3 separate regions of the Mus musculus genome follow, and regions 1 and 3 are each linked to region 2. A link is a contact called in public Hi-C and HiChIP or PLAC-seq data. All regions are on one chromosome and are shown on one strand. Each heading gives the region's core, a stretch centred on a gene start, on an enhancer-like site or on the middle of the called end of the contact. The rest is flanking DNA. Distances are from core to core; before and after follow the strand shown. Region 1 overlaps Jazf1 (JAZF zinc finger 1). Region 2 holds the start of Tax1bp1 (Tax1 (human T cell leukemia virus type I) binding protein 1). Region 3 overlaps Hibadh (3-hydroxyisobutyrate dehydrogenase).

Region 1 (4,061 bases), core at 1,351-3,850, 66 kb before region 2:
TCTAGAAGAGCAACCACTACTCTTAAGCATTGAGCCATCTCCCCAGCCCCTTTAAAATATTTTAAAGTTTAACTACTAAAAGAGAAAAGTGCCGGGCGTGGTGGCGCACACCTTTAATCCCAGCACTCAGGAGGCCGAGGCAGGCGGATTTCTGAGTTCGAGGCCAGCCTGGTCTACAACTGAGTTCCAGGACAGCCAGGGTTATAAAGAGAAACCCTGTCTCGAAAAACCAAAAAAAAAAAAAAAAAAAAAAAAAGAGAGAGAGAGAGAGAGAGAAGCTGATAGAATTTTGTTGAAATCTTTAGAATTTGACTGTATCGGCACTTACAGATGAGTATTTCAGAAATTCATTCTGGCTTAGTTATTTGATAGTTTTTAATATTTAAAAATGTTTGTTATGTAGAGCTACAGGTAGAAACATTTAGCAGTAAGCAAGTACAAGTAGAACTTAAATTTTCTTTTAAAGAAAGAGGTGTTCTGGGTTTGGCAAACGTGTGCCTCTAATCCTAGTGTGGAGAGTTCAAAGCCAGCCTGCTCTGCATAATGAGATCTAGGCTAGCCTGGGCTACATACTGACACTCTGTCACAAAAGCTTAACAGCCAGGGCTGGGATATGGCTACATCCTGCCCTTGCAGAGGACCCAGGTTCAGGTCCAAGCACACAGCAGATGGCTCAGAACTGCCTGTAACCCCAGTGCCAGGGGGTCTCACACCCCTTATGGCCTGTGAGGGCATCATACTCTCTTGCTCCCACTCACATACAGACACACAAATACACAAAAATAAAAATAAGTCTTTAAATGTTTCCACCCAATGAGCAAACACAAAAATCAGAGCTTGCCTGAATGTGGTAGAGCAAGCCTAAAATAGCAGCACTCAGGGAGTGAAGGCATGAGTTCAAAGCCATCCTGGCTACCTAGCAAAAGATTCTGTTTCTGGATGCTTGCTTATTTGTGGACTGTTGTCTCAGCACTGGTGAAGCATTCGCTGATTTGATAATTGATGGTAGACCCATGGTGGGCAGAAAGTCGTCCGGCTGATATGTCTGCCAGAACCTGAAAGGTCTGAGTGTGCTGTTACCACTGCTGCTTGAATATTAATGACCCAAGCAATTAAAACATGGCATATGGGTGTTCTGGAAAGGCTAGCTTATTTATCCAGATGCCACAAGTGCATTTAGAACTACAAAGGAGGACTAGGGCGTTCTATAGCAATAAATGACTGTGCAGGGAAGTGAGAGAAGAGAGTGGAGGAGGAAGGACAAGGGTAGAGATGACCCTTGTGGCCCATGGGAACAAGTGACAGAAACAGCAGGGCTTGTGGACAGTGACATGGGGTCTGCCCAAATGGCAGCTGTGAACAGGTGTGTGTGTAACAGGTGTTAGGGGAACACCTTAATATTTTTCTCATGTGAGTCACAAAACCAATTTCTTTAAAAACTTTTTCAGACCACCTGTGGGAGTTTCTGGGCTGTCCCACAGAATGTGACAGAGTTCCTGTGCTGTCCCTCAGAGTGTGACAGTTTCTAGGCTTTCCTACAGAGTGTGCCTGAGTTTCTAGGCTGTCCCTCAGAGTGTGACACTTTTTTCTACTAGCCCCGCTTACCTCTCAAACTGGAAATGCTGCATGCGCAACCAAGGTCCAACTCTTCAGACCCAGTTCCCACTGCCTAACAAATAGACCCAATTCTCACTGCCTAACAAACAGACCCAATTCCCACTGCCTAACAGACCCAATTCCCACTGCCTAACAAACAGATCCAATTCCCACTGCCTAACAAACAGACCCAATTCCCACTGCCTAACAAACAGACCCAATTCCCACTGCCTAACAAACAGACCCAATTCCCACTGCCTAACAAACAGACCCAATTCCCACTGCCTAACAAACAGACCCAATTCCCACTGCCTAACAGAGTTTGAGCACACTGTCCCCACACCCTTTTCCCTCCCCCCTTTCTTAGTTCCTGAACTGGCTTTGTTGTGGTTTGTTTTTATTTGTTTGTCTTGAGACAGGTTCTTACTATGTAGCTCTGACTGTCCTGGAATTCATTATGTAGACCAGGCTGGCCTTGAACTCACAGAGATCTGCCAGCCTCTGTCTCCTGAATGCTAGGATTAAAGGCATACAACTACCATACTGAGCTTCTGAACTGGCTTTTCTAAAAGTGTTGCATGTAATAAGTATGTGCAATATGTGTATGTAATATGTATATGTAACATTATGAGTGAGTTTCTTACACTGCCATCCATTTACTTGAGTACTTACTACATGTCAGCCCTCCTATGCAGGGGTGCTGTTGAGTATACTTCTAACCTTTAAATTATATTTGCAAAAAGAGATTTGTACCACTTTCATGAACAATAAAAAGCATGTGCCCTACCCCTCAGCTAACAAAAGCCAACATGTGAGCCAGCTCGACAGCGCTTTGTTCTAGGAGAGAACTAAACACAGGTCTGTCTTGTACATCACCTCCCAGCCAAGGGAGGCAGTAAGTCTCATGCAGTCCCCTTGGGGCCCTGTGACACAGTGCCCCACTCATGTTAGCACTGCCTTTGACTCAGACCGTGCCCTGTACCCCACGGTATGGCATCCCTGCCGGCCTGCTTTGCCTATGGCCCATGTGGTTTCCAGCAACACTGCTCCTACCCCCTCAGGGTCTGGTCCCTTTTGATCCAGTTTAGTTTTAAAGTTTTATCTTCTACTGGGCTTCATTAAGGGGTTTCCCACCTCCTCCCCCAAGCTGTAAATGCTGAGTGGTTCTTGATGTTCAGGTGAACAAATTAGCCCAATTAGATGGGAAAATTAGTTGTTCTTACTTTCTGAAATCCTGCTGAAGGACCTTTCCAAATCACATTTACTGCTTTCAAACTGGCATTTTAAAGAACTCCAGCATGTGGCCTCTGTTTAAGAGCAAAATGTCTTATGCAATACCCTGCTTACAAATGGTTTTAGAGGTTTGCTCGGGACTGACTGGGAAAGCTGTGTGGCCAAGTGATGCGGAGTCTCTGGTGCAAGCATTACCAAGCGTGCTCTACTTTTATTTTAGATGATGGCGGGTGTTATATACAGCAGGGTTGACTAAAACCCACTTTTAATCCTAAAGCCTCATTTTAAGCAAATGTTTTCTCTGCACCTTACCCTCTACCACCCCACACCCTCACCAAAAGTTCTTAGCAGACACAGAAAAGCCTGCTAAATGGTAAAGAGTAAGTGGTAAAGACCCAGCAAATGTGGAGGAAGAGGGACCCTGAGGAGGAGCCCATAAGCTGTAGGGTTATCGGGATGCAGCCGAAGGAACGGGCATCCCTCCATGGCTAATAGAGCAGACACATCTTACCCTGCACAGGGGTCAGCTGCTTCTCTACCTCAGCATCACTCCAGGACTGAGTGAGAGGAGGCATAGGGTTTACCTGAAACATCATGGGCACTCAGTAAACACAGTCACTCCTTCCTGGACCTTTGCAACGCTCAGCCTCAGATGATGGCGTCCTTGGCTGCTGGCTCAACTGCTCTTCAAACAGTCTTATTAATGCCTATTAAAATGAAACCCAATAAAAGTGCCAATATTTGGTGTTGAAATAATTGATGTTGCAGAGCGAGCCAATGAAGCACCTAGGCAGGCCCCTGGCGCAATTTAGCCTCACACCTGGGGGATGAATTTCACAACTGTAATTGCTACCATATAATTCTTATTAATGTTGTGCTATAATTCCTATTTATTCCACGGGGCTTGTAAATGCATTAGGACTTGTCAACATATTATTTTACACTGTTTATGATCTGTAGAATTATGTCCTTCAGGGTTGTATTGTGCAAAAGTGCAAAATAAATGGCTTTGGGCCTCCCTCATTAAAGAGAGTAAAATAGGACCACTGTTGACGAGGTTCTCCACCCCAGCTGTCCTGAACCAGGAAAGCCGATTCTTAATTCAACTCTGGGCAGAGCCCCTTTCATCTTTAGGAATATAAAGGATTCATCTTCCACTCTGAGTAGTCATTCCACGAGTCAGGCCTGTTGGGAAGTGTGTGGCTGGAAGGCAGATGAGATAGGTGGGTGGG
Region 2 (3,955 bases), core at 228-2,727:
TAAAAACAGCATCCTTTAAAGGTTACAATTTATAATTCCAAGATGTTATTTTTGTCCTAGAAAAGGTACTCAATGGTTACATTTCACATACATTTCACATACACGACTGTGATTCTAAGAGCAAATGGTATGCAGCTAATGTAATAACTTGAAAACAAATAATACAATACAACTGTATTTGAAATTTAACAAATAACAAAGACGAGGGGGAGGAGGTTAACCAGTCATTCCTAGCATAGTCAAATATATTCTTGCAGAAATCTAAGATAAGTTCAGGGCGTTTGCCTAACATTCGAAAGGGACATACAGAAATCCAATTTACCCCTGAGAAGAATAGAATGGAGGCGAGTCCTTGGCCTCAGCTTCTTCTCCACACCTAGAGGGTAACCTGGAGATCACAAACCCACTTAATCAACCCACTTTTAAGGAATGTTATTCAAATAACCATTTTCGAATGTTTTGGGATTGAACACTAAAATTTTAATTATATTTGTTCGTGTCCTAATCATGAATTTTTACCACTTGGCAAAAAGCAGCATACTTGGCAGATACTTAGCATTAAAATGTCTAACATACCAACATAACGATAAAGCCGGAAATCTATCATAGTCAAACGCCACAACGTTTTCCAACAAAACTTTCAGGAACAAATTGTACTTCATATTTCTCAACAGGGAAATACAAGCGAACACCCCAGCTACGTTCTAACAGTACAGTTTTCGGGCGATGAGCGCTAGCCAGAACACGTCTTGCACCTTCCGCCGGGTCCAAAACACCGGGGAGAGTCAGCAGTGGGTGGAGCGAGGGAGGCGGAGTCGTGAAATCAAGTCCAGACGACCACAGAGCGAAGCGATCCTCCCCAAGATTTCTTAAAGCCTTCTCTTGGGCACCAGAGGGGGAGGGCTGCTTTCCAAACAGCAAGACTCAACTAATCTCTCAGCCCAGGAGAAGCCGGAGATCAAGCCAAGCCAGGTAAACAGCCAAACCAGGCGACACAGGGAGTCCCCGCCTCTTCCTCCAGCGGAGACTCAAACCAAAACAACCCAACGGGTCCTCCCCGGCTCGCCGCGGCCTAGCGCGCCCGCCACCCGTCCCTGGCTTGTTAGACGCCGGGGCCAGCCGGGGCCAGCCGCGGCCTAGCACGCCCGCTCCCGCCACGCTTCCCACTCTACGGTCACCCCAAGCCCAAAACACGTCACAATCGCGGCCCGGGGGAAGCTCGTCCTTGGGAAAGAGAGCTTCGTCACCACGGAGACCGTTCCCAAAACTCGCCAGGCCCGGGTTCCAGGGCCGAGACGGAGCGCGAGCGCCGGTTACCTCGAAAGCACGCGGCCCGTCCGCAAACCTTACCGGTCAGGGCCTCCGCCCCGCACGCTACGCCGCGCCCCGAACCTCCGCGGCCACCACCACTGCCTCTCAGCGTAGACCGGCTACACCTTCTCTAAGCGGAGAGCCGGCGGTGCGTCACTTCCGCCCCAGGGAGGCTCGCTTCCGCCTCTGCTGCTGCGCATGCTCTGCGGCGACACGCCCCACTCGCTAGCTGTAAAGAGTCCTTTAGTGGTTTCCCTGACAGCTTTTTCCTCTGTGGCTTTTGGTCAGTGATGTAGTCACCTCAAAACACAGTCCGTTTGAAACAAATTAACTGACTTACCAGCGAAATGGGAAGGATCGCTCAGAGGCCAGGTGACCTGGGTCTTAAATATCAGTCTAAGCTAATACATGTTTCAATATATACAGAAGCCCCAAGAACTGTCATAGCTATCACGAATTGAACCATCATATTCCCGTGTTGCTATGAAACTAATGACATTTACCGTATCACCAGCGAAGAAAGCATAACATTAAACAGAACAATAATATACAAAACTCTAATTTCAAGTTCTTTCATTTTCCACACAATTCAAGTCCACATTGGCCTCCATAAGACAGGTTCTTAATATTTGCTGATTCATTTGTTTCTTATATATTGAAATTTTTTAAGTTGGGTGTCTGTGTGTTTGCTTGTTTGTTTGTTTAAATAGGGATCTCTTCATTCTGGTCCTCCAAAAGGAAAAATTACTGTTGAGAGACATAGGCTGTTGAAGCAAAAGTTAAGTTCGGCATTGTGGGTTTTAAAGAAATATTTATGATTAAGACGGTAGTGTATTCATGAGATAAGTAATATTCCAACACAAGATATGATGGATTTGAATAAAATACACTTGCTTCCATGAAGTTCCAATTCAAACTGCACATTTAACAGAGAAAGGTAAGCTATATAAGGCAAAAGTAATTTTAGAAATTTAAATTATTTTCACTTCCATATCACGATCAACCAAGTCTTCCTTTTGAGGTATTTCTTCCTGTGCTGCTCTAGAAAACAACCACAAGGGAAAGCAGGTCACAAAACCACAATGTCTATAATAATATAATGAAATTGAGATCTTTTGCGTTTCAGACACTTCATTTTAGTGCAACTATAGGGGAAAATGCCCTGGAGAGAGAGAAAGAGAGAGTGAGAGAGAGATGAACAGACAGACATCTCAGGGCATTTAACCACAAAGGGGCATTCTGTTGGTCAGGAGACACAGCTACCAAAATGCAGGGCAGGGTTTTAGTTTTTAACTTCATACAGAACCTCCTTACTGAGATTACTCAAGACCCCATGATTGCTCTCATGGCTGGCTGTGAGTTAAGGCATTCTACTGCTCCAGGGTGAAGACATCCTGTTACTTTTTTAACTAATTGATTTATTCACTTTACATTCCAATATTACATCTCCTCCCAGTCCCCTCTGCAGCTCCACCCCTCATCCCCTCTCCTTCTTCTCTGAGAAAGGGGAACCCCCCTGGGTATCCCACCACCCCTTACCCCCCCACACACACACACATCAGTCACTATAGGACTGGACGCTTACTCTCTCACTGAGGCCAGACAAGGCAGCCCAGTTAGGGGAACTGGATTCACAGACAGGCAACAAATTTGGAGACAGCCCCTACTCCAGTTGTTGGGGGACAGTATGAAGACCAAGCAAGCTGCAGGTCTGACAAACACATGCAGGGGGCCTAGGTCTGGTCCCACGCTCACTCTTCAGTTGGTGGTTCAGTCTCTGGAAGTCCCAGTGGTCCAGGTTAGTTGACGCTGTGGGTCTTCCTGCGGAGTCCCTACGCTCTCATTCTGTTATCTTTTAGACTTGGGCTTTATTAGGAACACTGTAATCAGGAATTTACAACGAAGCTGTACGAAGAGAAGCGGGCGGGGCTTGGGCTGTCTTAGGAAAACATCTAAGTAATCCATAGCATTAGAGCCTGCAACCTAGTATCAGTGGTCAGATATTAGCAGGCTTAAATCTTGAAAATGGACTTCTTCCACATAATTAGCAGTTTGTAAAACCAGGATTCAAAATTGCAGGCCTTTGATTACCATTTAAAAGAATGGGATCTGGGGCTGGCTGGGAGTATAGCTCAGTTGGTATAGTGATTGTCTAGAATTGCCCAGAATAAACAGGGTATGGTGGTGCATGCCTCTAATCCCAACACTCTGGAGGAGAGAGAGCAAAAGGATCAGAATTTTAAAGTCATCCTCAGCTACACAGTGAGCTCTAGGCTAGCCTGGCCTACATGTGATAAGAGTAATATCTCACTTTGAGCAGAGAGATGATATTCTGAACTGTAGAATGATCATAAGACTACTGTGTAGTCCAAGCTTTCTGCTAAAGAACAAAGACGTCTGCCGGGCAGTAGTGGCACACGCCTTTAATCCCAGCACTTGGGAGGCAGAGGCAGGTGGATTTCTGAGTTCGAGGCCAGCCTGGTCTACAGAGTGAGTTCCAGGACAGCCAGGGCTATACAGAGAAACCCTATCTTGAAAAAAAACCAAAGGAAAAAAAAAGAAAGAAAGAAAGAAAGAAAGAAAGAAAGAAAGGAAGGAAGGAAGGAAGGAAGGAAGGAAGGAAGAGAGAGAACAAAGACTTCTC
Region 3 (4,024 bases), core at 1,463-3,962, 91 kb after region 2:
TCTTCTTTCTCTCTCTCTCTCTCTCTCTCTCTCTCTCTCTTTCTATTAAGTTAAAGCTTTATTCAGGCTCTGAGCTTCCAGACTGTTCCCAAGTGAAAGTAATGTAGCACCCCAAGAAGGAATCTGAATTTTTAAAAAATTTATTTATTTTATATATATAAGTACACTGTCACTTTTGCTGTCTTCAGACACACCAGCAGAGGGCATCGGATCCCATTACAGATGGTTGTGAGCCACCATGTGGTTGCTGGGAATTGAACTCAGGACCTCTGGAAGAGCAGCAGTCAGTGCTCTTAACCCCTGAGCCATCTCTCCAGCCAGAGGAATCGTTTAAGAGCCTCAGTCTCCATTTCTTAGGAGGTTTTTGCTTTTGGCCAACAGATAAAACTTGAGTATCTGTCTCGTGGCTTTCTATCAGAATTATAATTTGACTATAATAAAATGCCAAGAGTGTTTTTGAGGAGAGGGAGACAGGTACCAACACTTAACACTTCATTTCTGATAGAGAACTACAGAGGCTAACGTTGTGTATAATCTTTGCTTACCATCCAACGCTAGTGATGTCATCTGAAACGAAAGTTATGAGGACAGGTTTCTGAGACTTAGAAGGTCCCAGGACAGATTCAGTGACCAGGTTTTCTCCTTTCCACTTCCTTGTGATGTGTAAGTGGATAGAAAGAGATGATGATGTCAGACTCATTTTACAGTGACCAGCTTTCCTGGAATTGAAGGTTACTGGATATTAATAAATTGTATGTTGGAGGTAGAAGCTAAGTTAGGTATTTTGTTGTTGTCTTGTAAGAGGGCGCATAGGGTTCTCTGGAGGTGAGGGCAGGAGAGTAGGTAGGATTCAGTCAGGTTAAGAATGAGGACAAATGTGTCATTTCTTTAAAAAGCAGAGCCTCAGTCTTCATTTGTTAGGAGCCTTCCTCTGAATCCCTGAGCGACATCAGATCTGCAACCCTCTTGTTAACACAAGTCTTCTTGAGTTTTAGGATTACAGGAATTAATGCAATGTCTTATATTTGGGAAGCTGAAGCCAGAGCGGTTAAATGATTTGCACATTTAAGTAGATTGCATACTACTTGGCTGAGGTGCAACTAAACCTGCATCTCTCACTTCCCTAAATACGTGTTGCTTTGTTCCATCATTCTGTCTTTGCTTACCCACTCAATTAGCAGATGTAATTGAGGGATTCTAATTAGTTGGCTGCTAAAGGCTTTTGTGGCTAGTGTCAGATTGGAAATGAGGTTGGTTTCTTCCCCTCTATTTTTGAGTTGTTTCCAAATTTTGTCAGTTATTGTACTTTTAAAGTCATCATAGCAGTGGTAAGAGTATTTGAATGCCTTTGTTATATAAATCAGACATTGTTAATACATACCAAATGTATGCGGTCATTAGATATAGAGCAGTCGTGTCCAGTAGAGTGGTGACATTGCGGCTACTACTGTCAGTGTGTGTTTTTTCCAGACCTGTGAGTTTTGACACGACTTGATATATTTGAGGGGTTACCAGCATCCTGGCAAACCAAGCATCCCGAGAAGCAGATGCTTGGGCTGCAGGGCGCTGATAGACCACCTATGTGCTTGGCCGTTGGATGGTTTGGTGTTGCTGGCTCATGGGCACGAGAAGCTTGGGGATATGTGGTGTCCTAAGATCTGTGAGCTAATTTTTGGTACCCTGTAAGGGACTTTTGAAGGAGTTATCTGGATAGAACTAAATTTCTTTCCATGGAAGAGAACTTAAGGGGGCACCTGAAGTTCTCTGACATAGACTTCCAGGCTTATATCTTGGAGTGATCTAGAGATAGAGCTTCACTAGGAAGACAACTTGCCTTTGTTTTGCTTTGTATTTACTTCAGGGAAGTAGACATTTATGGGGGCTTTCTGTGAACCCCATGTTCTCCAGATAGTTCAGAAGAGGATGAAGACTCTAGCAGCCTCCATTTGTTCTTTATTTCACTGAGCTTTGTTACTGGTCATGATCTTGAACTTTTCCCAGTAAAGAGTTACAGATCCTGTCATGTTTGAGACCTGGGCACTGCTTACATTTGAATTAAACAATTCTCCTTTGTGATTTCTTTAAAGGTAGCATCCTCCCCAGCAGAAGTAGCCGAAAAGGCTGACAGGATTATCACAATGCTGCCCTCCAGTATGAATGCGGTAGAAGTTTATTCTGGAGCAAACGGGATTCTAAAGTATGTATTTCTCAAGGGTACAGTTTTTCTTGCTGTAGCTCTGGGTTTTACGTTGTTAAAGCTGCTAGGGCATTTAAACTCTATTGGTTAAATTTTCCTGTGCATTTTCTAATTTCATAAAGTGAACAGTGGTTTCCTGCTTACTGTGAAGAGTTAATTTTTGCACTAGAGTCAAGTATGTGACTTGCGGGACTCCCTCCTCCAGCCTTGCTTAACTTGCATTACACTTTCTCACTGGCAGAATGGTTAGGAGCCTTTTAAAGCTTGCATTCTAAATTGTACCTACTCTTTAAAACATGATTTTCTTCTGGTGTATAGAACTCCAGAAAAGGGACTCTGTGAAAAATAAAAGCAAACACTGAAAAGCACACTAACTTAAGACTTTATTATATAGTAAAACGTTATGGACTGTCCTCTGGGCTGGTCCATCTGCAGGGAGGACACGAGGAAGCTGGAATCTAGTGTTAGCAGTAGCCCTTTGGGTGACGTGTAATTCCCGTCAGTGTTTCCTACCAGTGTCTGGCTTCCCTGACACTGTAAGCCTGCTGGTGAATTGCTGCTTCCTGCCAAACCCTTGTGGTGTGGTTATGTCAGAGTGACAGTGGTTGCATTCCAGTTTCCGGCTTTCTGTTTTGTATTCCTAACTTACTTTGCTGTCGAGTTTAACAGAGAACTAGTACAAAGTCATGTGCCATGCAGACACTTGAGTCACCACACTGATTTCTAATAATGCTTGCTAAAAGAAAGGAAGATTTGCTTTGAGAAAAGCGTAATACAATGAGATTTGAGGTTTGGGAAACTAACACACTTGTAAGGAAAAGACATGTGGATATTAGACAGAAAACTGATAGGATAAATGTTTAGGCTTCAGGGGTTGGTAGAGTCAGCGGCCCCACAGTGTGGGTGGTCTTGAGGCGGCCTGGCTGACTCGCTACCCAGCCTGCTCCAGTTGTGCCCTGCTTTATTTCTCCAGGAAAGCTACTCAGACGTGTGCAGTGACACAACATTTACTAATATCCTTTACTTTGGAGCATGGTGGCCAGTTACCAGACCAGCTTTGTCCAGGGAGGGCTTAGGAAGAGTTTGGTTTCATATTAAACTCTAATTGCCCTCTCAGTGATGGTCCCCTTCTGCCTCCCCCACCATGTCTGGATTCTTTTTCTACACCCAGTGCATTGTTTTTAAGATTGTTAAAGGTGATAATACCATAGAAGACTGGTAGTTTTATTCATATTTTTTCTTTTACATAAAGTAAAACCTTTGTACTGAGGTGAGTTCTAGTAGCACTTGGCATGTCTCTTCTGTGGAGTCCACTCAAATACTCTGTTGGTTCTGTCTGAAATCTTCTTGAAAGAATTCTATGCACTGCTGTTTTCAATAGAAATATTTTATTTTCCTTTTTAGTGATTTATTTTTTAAACAGCAATTTCCCCATTTTCTGTTTTAATATTTCTATATATGGAGTTCTAATTTTCCAGTCTTGATTGTATATCCCCTGAGCGAGTAGACCTGTGGGAAGAACTTGAGGAAATATATAGCTGGTGAGATGGCTCTGGGTAGAACCCTTGCTGTGTAAATTGACTCCACAGAGTCCTCCACTGTCTTCCATGTGTACAATCAGAACACATCATTCGCACACACTAATAATAAATGAGAACTTCGGGAAATTTGCATACAATTGTTAGCTGTCATTCTTGATTCATATGTTTCTTTTTTATTTACTTTTGAGACAGACTCTTACGGTATTGCTTAGGTTGGCCTTGGACCCACCTTGTAACCCAGGCAGATATTGAACTTATAATCTTTCTACCTTACCTTCTCTGAGTA

The links. Hi-C and Micro-C count contacts between places; a contact is called where the count stands out from the background. HiChIP or PLAC-seq counts read pairs in DNA pulled down with a chosen protein or histone mark.
Region 1: an H3K4me3 HiChIP or PLAC-seq map of the SCID.adh cell line shows a contact between it and region 2, with 12 read pairs. The contact joins the enhancer-like site here to the promoter of Tax1bp1 in region 2. A contact is called at or near these places in 1 of 484 Hi-C or Micro-C datasets (the THB-7 cell line), 5 of 115 datasets of contacts at active chromatin or transcription factors (the SCID.adh cell line and embryonic stem cells) and 2 of 9 other capture datasets (adipose tissue and pancreatic islet).
Region 3: a Hi-C map of neutrophils shows a contact between it and region 2, with 2.6 times the contacts expected there. The contact joins the enhancer-like site here to the promoter of Tax1bp1 in region 2. A contact is called at or near these places in 24 of 39 promoter capture datasets (the 3T3-L1 cell line, 3T3-L1-derived adipocytes, the C10 cell line and 17 more), 2 of 15 datasets of contacts at CTCF or cohesin (CD8 T cells and the NIH/3T3 cell line), 45 of 484 Hi-C or Micro-C datasets (the 3T3-L1 cell line, 3T3-L1-derived adipocytes, the AML12 cell line and 37 more), 16 of 115 datasets of contacts at active chromatin or transcription factors (the 230-238 cell line, DN3 thymocytes, the HPC-7 cell line and 10 more) and 5 of 9 other capture datasets (adipose tissue, embryonic stem cells, liver and 2 more).

What each region holds. Positions count from the first base shown.
Region 1 is chr6:52,778,255-52,782,315 of GRCm38.p6, reverse strand. All of the region lies in intron 3 of Jazf1 (JAZF zinc finger 1), which reads left to right. Among named protein-coding and RNA genes, the nearest start is that of Gm52904, 19 kb to the left of the region's middle. Within about 2 kb of position 2,600, at least 7 of the 459 cell types and tissues checked have an H3K27ac peak or open chromatin away from gene starts, as enhancers often do. A contact at or near this core is called in the SCID.adh cell line, where this site is marked.
Region 2 is chr6:52,711,251-52,715,205 of GRCm38.p6, reverse strand. Tax1bp1 (Tax1 (human T cell leukemia virus type I) binding protein 1) reads right to left here and starts at 1,477. Exons shown (of 18, transcript NM_025816.3): 1 at 1,351-1,477.
Region 3 is chr6:52,621,024-52,625,047 of GRCm38.p6, reverse strand. It overlaps Hibadh (3-hydroxyisobutyrate dehydrogenase), which reads left to right. Exons shown (of 8, transcript NM_145567.1): 3 at 2,088-2,197. Among named protein-coding and RNA genes, the nearest start is that of Hibadh, 17 kb to the left of the region's middle. Within about 2 kb of position 2,712, at least 55 of the 459 cell types and tissues checked have an H3K27ac peak or open chromatin away from gene starts, as enhancers often do. A contact at or near this core is called in bone marrow-derived macrophages, granulosa cells, hematopoietic stem and progenitor cells and 3 more, where this site is marked.